Regions from separate parts of the Mus musculus genome. Here region 1 is linked to region 2. The links are chromatin contacts, called in public promoter capture Hi-C maps. All regions are on one chromosome and are shown on one strand. The core of a region is the stretch at or near the end of the contact, and the rest is flanking DNA. Distances in the headings are between cores, read along the strand shown.

What was found. Capture Hi-C pulls out chosen DNA fragments and counts their contacts.
Region 1: a promoter capture Hi-C map of adipose tissue shows a contact between it and region 2. The contact joins two enhancer-like sites. A contact is called at or near these places in 1 of 15 datasets of contacts at CTCF or cohesin (the NIH/3T3 cell line), 3 of 484 Hi-C or Micro-C datasets (bone marrow-derived macrophages, embryonic fibroblasts and forebrain), 4 of 115 datasets of contacts at active chromatin or transcription factors (CD8 T cells, cardiomyocytes, embryonic stem cells and 1 more) and 3 of 9 other capture datasets (adipose tissue, liver and pancreatic islet).

What each region holds. Positions count from the first base shown.
Region 1 is chr11:75,134,303-75,137,002 of GRCm38.p6, forward strand. All of the region lies in intron 13 of Smg6 (Smg-6 homolog, nonsense mediated mRNA decay factor (C. elegans)), which reads left to right. Among named protein-coding and RNA genes, the nearest start is that of Gm51907, 3.9 kb to the left of the region's middle. Within about 2 kb of position 1,264, at least 22 of the 459 cell types and tissues checked have an H3K27ac peak or open chromatin away from gene starts, as enhancers often do. A contact at or near this core is called in adipose tissue, where this site is marked.
Region 2 is chr11:74,958,543-74,961,242 of GRCm38.p6, forward strand. The region is part of intron 8 of Smg6 (Smg-6 homolog, nonsense mediated mRNA decay factor (C. elegans)); the gene reads left to right. Among named protein-coding and RNA genes, the nearest start is that of Srr, 34 kb to the left of the region's middle. Within about 2 kb of position 1,394, at least 73 of the 459 cell types and tissues checked have an H3K27ac peak or open chromatin away from gene starts, as enhancers often do. A contact at or near this core is called in adipose tissue, where this site is marked.

The DNA.
Region 1 (2,700 bases), core at 14-2,513, 180 kb after region 2:
CACATTAATGTGAGTTCATTTTCTTGTAGCCAATCCTGTAGCCTTGGCTCATTAAAGATGATAATTAACCCATCGCTAATTGACCTCAGAAGCCAGCCAAGCAGCCTATATTTTACCAGCCTTGGTGGTAGATTTGGAGTCTATTTTAAGGTTTCTTAATAATCTCAGCAAGACTTCACTTTTCCTGTCTGCATCTTATTTGCTCTAAGGACATTTTGTAAAATTAACAAGCTATAAAGCTTGATTGAAGGTTTCAACAAATGTGAGAATAATTGGCTCCATTTAGAGAAACAAGAAAAACAACCTGTAAACTTGAGTTTGCAGGGGGAAAACCCATGTAATTTTTTTCTCTCTCTCTTTTTAACCAGAGGAGCAGTAGCAAGCTGGACTTTCAAGACTGGGCACGTGGGGGTGGAGGGGTGTTGGGGCTGGTGGTGCAAGTTCTGATTCCCCAAAACGAAACATTTAGTGTTTAGTGAAAGAAATGTTGCAGAGTAACTAGCTGTGGTGCGCACTGAACCTCTCTTTCGAAGTCTGCTCTAGAGGCCTGTCAGCATTCCAGCCCTTTCTCCTGTTTCCTGGCTGTCCGAGGGTTTCTCCCTTCCCCAGGGCTGCTATGAGGTGTACTCAGCTTACATCAGTCTATGATGGCTGGTGCTTGATCCCCTTTCTCTCTTGCTGTCCCCACTTTCCATAAAGTGGCATCACTTTTTCTGTTCTTCTGTTGGCCTCTGCTCAGTTTTCACCATTCTTGATTGTCTACCTCCCCACCTAAGATAACCTAGACAGTAGACCAATCCTCCTATGTCGGTCTAAAGGTTTCTTCTGCTTTTCTCAGAACCTGCCTCTTAGCCCCTGCCCCTACCTCATTACCTGCTCACGTTCTCTCTCTCTAAGGAACTGAGCTGGGACGGAACAGGCACACATCACCTCTCCACAGCAAGCTTTCCGTTTTCCTTTCTGCTTGGTTCTGTGTGGACCTGATGAGCTGATAGCTAGCTCAAGCCCTGAAGCTTAGGGTTTTGTTCCTGCTGCTGATGGGGAGCTGCTTCAGATGACCTTCACGGAGGGAGACAGAACCAGGCTTTCTTAGGGTGCTTTTCTTTCAGCTCTTCCTGATCAAGCCTCACTTTTCTGTTAGAAGCAGGAATGATTCATGTGAGACATTTTGTTCATTAACCCTGGAGTTCTTGGCAGTTGGCTACACAGTATCCTCCAGGGCAAGGACTGCCCCTGCAAAGGCACACCAAGAAGGTTCAAAGTCTAGCAGCCCTTCACCCATTCTCAGCCCCAGTCCAGCGCTGTTGTAATAACCCAAAGGGACTGTATCATGCCCAGCTTTCGCCTCAGAAACAAGGAGAGTTTGCCAATAAGGCAGTGGGCATACCATTTACATCCTCTGCCTTAGAAATTGATACAAAATGGAAAAATATGGTCGAGAAGGGGTTACTGTGAAGATTACATCCTAAATTTCATAGGTACTCTCTCCTTTCCAGAGAATATATGACCCCTTTACCCTTTAACCCCAGAGACTTTACTGCTACGTGGAGATCGTCTTGGAGTTTGCTTTTTAAAGGAGTTGGTTTGAAAGTCTTTCTCCATCCTTTTTTAAAGATTGATTATATGTATGTATATGTATAGATGTATGCGCGCACACACACATACATGAAGAGTACACTGTAGCTGACATCAGACACACCAGAAGAGGGCATCTGATTCCATTACAGATGATTGTGAGCTACCATGTGGCTGCTGGGAACTGAACTCAGGACCTTTGGAAGAACAGTCGATGCTCTTAATCGCTGAGCCATCTCCAGCCTGTCTTTCTCTATTTTGATATATCCCTTACCATATTAAACTGTTGTTTTGTCCCTCTCTGACTCAACTCCTAGAGCCCCTTTGTATGGGAGAATATTCCCAAGAGCCTCCGGTAGAACCCCAGAGTCAAGAGAGCTGTGTTTTTCTCTCCACCAGGCTTATTCCTCTCACACCATGGCAGAATACTCTCACAACCAGCCCAACAAACTGGAAACAGGATTCCATGTGTCTTTGAGCAAGCCCTATACATTACGCCTGTCATGTTCCCAGTTTACTAAATACCTTGAATTCATTTCTCACTGCCACGCTGTAGTTTAGAAACTTAAGAATACTGCATCCAGCCTTAGTTGGTCTCCCTGCTAGTTGGACTACAATGAAGAGAAGACAAAGTCTGGGTAAATTGTCTATGTAAACAGAGTCCTTTTTGGACCTCTTAGATATCCCAGTGAAGCAGAACTCTTACCAATCACAGTAAGTGACATTCCTCTTAAAGGCAAGAATGAATGACCATAGCAGACAAAACTCAGGGAAACTGGGTTCATTCTAAAAGGTGTGCAAATGAAAACTGGAGCAGGGTGGGAGTTCCTTGTCTTTCTTCATGATAGTTCCCACTGAACCTCTAAGGATGTGCTACAGGCAGGCTCAGGATGTCTGCACCCCAGGCTCCTGCTGTGCCCTGGAAATCCCCACCTCCAGGAGTCCCACGTCCACACATGTGGCCTTTCTCCCTCTTGGCCAGGAATCACACTGCTTCCTGAGCCATCTACTCACCCAGGGCCTGCCTTAATGACAACGGTGTTTCTTCCTACTTGTCCAAACATATAACCATGAGACACTGTCTTCTCCTGTGCAGGTTTCTGCTATAGATTGAACTGGGGCTCC
Region 2 (2,700 bases), core at 144-2,643:
GCTTTGAAAATCTCTGATTTTAAGTCCTAATTTTATTAGCTGTTATCTCTGAGGTCTGAGGCCCAGTCCATAACTGGCTGAACTTCAGCCTCCTCATCTGAAACATGGCAGTAATGATAATGTCACTTCCCAAGGTTTGAAAGTAATAGTTTTTGCTTGAAAATTTGCGGATCTGGCTTGGATGTTTTGTGCTTTTTAAAGAACCAGCCATAGTACAGAGTTCTGAATTTATTTTCTTTCTTTCTTTCTCTCTTTCTCTCTTTCTTTCTTTCTTTCTTTCTTTCTTTCTTTCTTTCTTTCTTTCTTTCTTTCTTTCTCTTTTTTGTTTTTTGAGACAGGGTTTCTCTGTGTAGCCCTGGCCGTCCTGGAACTCACTCTGTAGACCAGGCTGGCCTCGAACTCAGAAATCCTCTGCCTCCCAAATGCTGGGATTAAAGGTGTGGGCCACCATGCCTGGCTGAATTTTCTTGTTTTTAAATTTTTAAAAAATTATACAGATGACATTTTTTCTTCAGACCCATCATTTCTCTCACTTTTCAGTGTCCCTTGTACAGTTGTGTGCTAAACTGCTGCTGCCGCTGCTGCCACTGCCATAATGTTAAAGAAAGCTGCTGTGTGGGTGGCACACAGGCATTGCCCTCCCCCTCCCAGCCACCCAGGACAACTATAGGTCAGAGCCTTAGGTTTGAAGCCTGGTCATATGGTACATCAGGTCATATGGTACATTTTGGAGTGCATTCTAGTTGTTGGGCATAGATCATGGTAAATTAAGTTTGCAGTTTCAGAACTCCTGTCAGGATGAAGGAGCAGAACCAGTGTTTACCCTCATTTCCTCTGGACAGTGTAGAATGTTAGAGAAAAATTTCATCTCTGGGTTTGCTAGTAAGCAGATGTTTCATGTCTGATAACCCAGTTTCTTTGTTGCTCTGTAATTATGTGATCCTGGTAGAGAAAGACGAATTGTTGGTTTCCTGGGTGTAAGGATTGCATGTTTGGTTGGCTTTGGTCCTTTTGTTTGTTTTGTTTTATTTTCATCAGGGTTGCCGTGAGTTGATTTCATGTCAGTTCCCATTTCACTTTTCTAGTTTGTAGTGTGAACCTCATGTTCTACTCCTTCACCTCAGAATCAAGTTTTAAAGTTGCTTCATGAGTGGAGATTAGGCAATAAGCCTGCGAGAGTTCATGGCAGCCTCCTTCCTATAGGACAAGGCTGCAGGTTGGCTCTGCTTTTCATAGGCTCTAGGAACAGTTCAGCTAGACTGCTGTTAAAGTTATAAGCAGGATTGGAGGTTTTCAAAGGATATAAACTGCTTTGTGTGGAGCAGCTCCTAACAAATCAGGCCTAAAGGCAGCCTCCTAGACTGTTGGACTGTGGGGCTGAGGTCTTTGTTTCTGTGGTTGACTGCAGTGAAGTTTCTCAGAGCATACTGGCCCTACCTTCAGACCTGTGGCAGCCCTTATGACCTCGGTCACCAAACCACTTCAGGGCTTTATTTTTATCCTGGCCTTTGGTTTTAAGATAGGAGGTTGGTTTTTTTCCTCTAAAGTTCTCTGGGGAAGAAACAGTGCCAGGGTGCAGTAGAGGCTGGTTAAACACCAAAACCACACTCTTCGTGTTTCTGGGCTTGAGACGTGACATAAGCTGTGCCACAAACACCAGCTTCCACGCTATGAAGAAGCTTCCGTTCATTCGCTTGTTTTGTACTTTTAGACAAGTAAAATGGTGTAGGAGGCAAATGTGCCCCTTCCCAGACACCACTAGATAGAATGCTAAGAGGGGACATTTTAAAAATCCAGCATTTTCCAACTTTAGTTTTTTCATCTTCTCCAAGGGTAATGGTGAGAACTCTCACAACTTACTAGGTCTCAGGAAGCCAGATTACCAACATATCCTGTTCGCGTGCATGTGTGTGTTCTGTTACCCACAGGCCACTTTCCACCCCACATGACCTTCAGTTACCATCCGGAAAGTCGGACCCAGATACCAGTCAGAATTTCCAAGCTTTGGTTTAATTTAGACATTTTAGAAATAGTAATGACAGTAATTGTAAAGAGAAGTCACTTGAGTAACATACAGAACAAGTATAAACAATACATCCTGAAGGAGGAAGGAGTGAGGTGGTGCGCTTTTCCAGTAATGTGCTTAAAAGTTAGCATTCAGGCCGGGTGGTACGCACGCCTTTAATCCCAGCACTCGGGAGGCAGAGGCAGGCGGATTTCTAAGTTCGAGGCCAGCCTGGTCTACAGAGTGAGTTCCAGGACAGCCAGGGCTACATAGAGAAACCCTGTCTCGAAAACCAAAAAAAAAAAAAAAAAGAATAAAAGAAAAAAAAAGCATTCAGAAGAAAACATGAAGCAGCTAAAATGTTCAGAGGAAGAGAAAGTAATCAGAGAACAATTTGGTTACAAATCAAACACATTTTTAAATTTTGGGGTCTTAATTTAAATTACTTTTTTATTTTTCCATTTCGTGTGTGTGTGTGCTCGCGTGCCTATGGAGGTCCAAGAACATCTTCTGGGAGTTGGTCTCTCTTTTTGTCACGTGGGTCCCAGGGATTGAACTCAGGTTGTCAGGCTTAGGGCAAGCCTTTGTCTGCTAACCTGTCTTCCCAGCCCCAATTCTTAGGTATTTAAACTTTTGTTATTTAAAAAGTATTTTTAGAGATTTAAAAAAATTATTTGTAGTTGTGCATATATGGG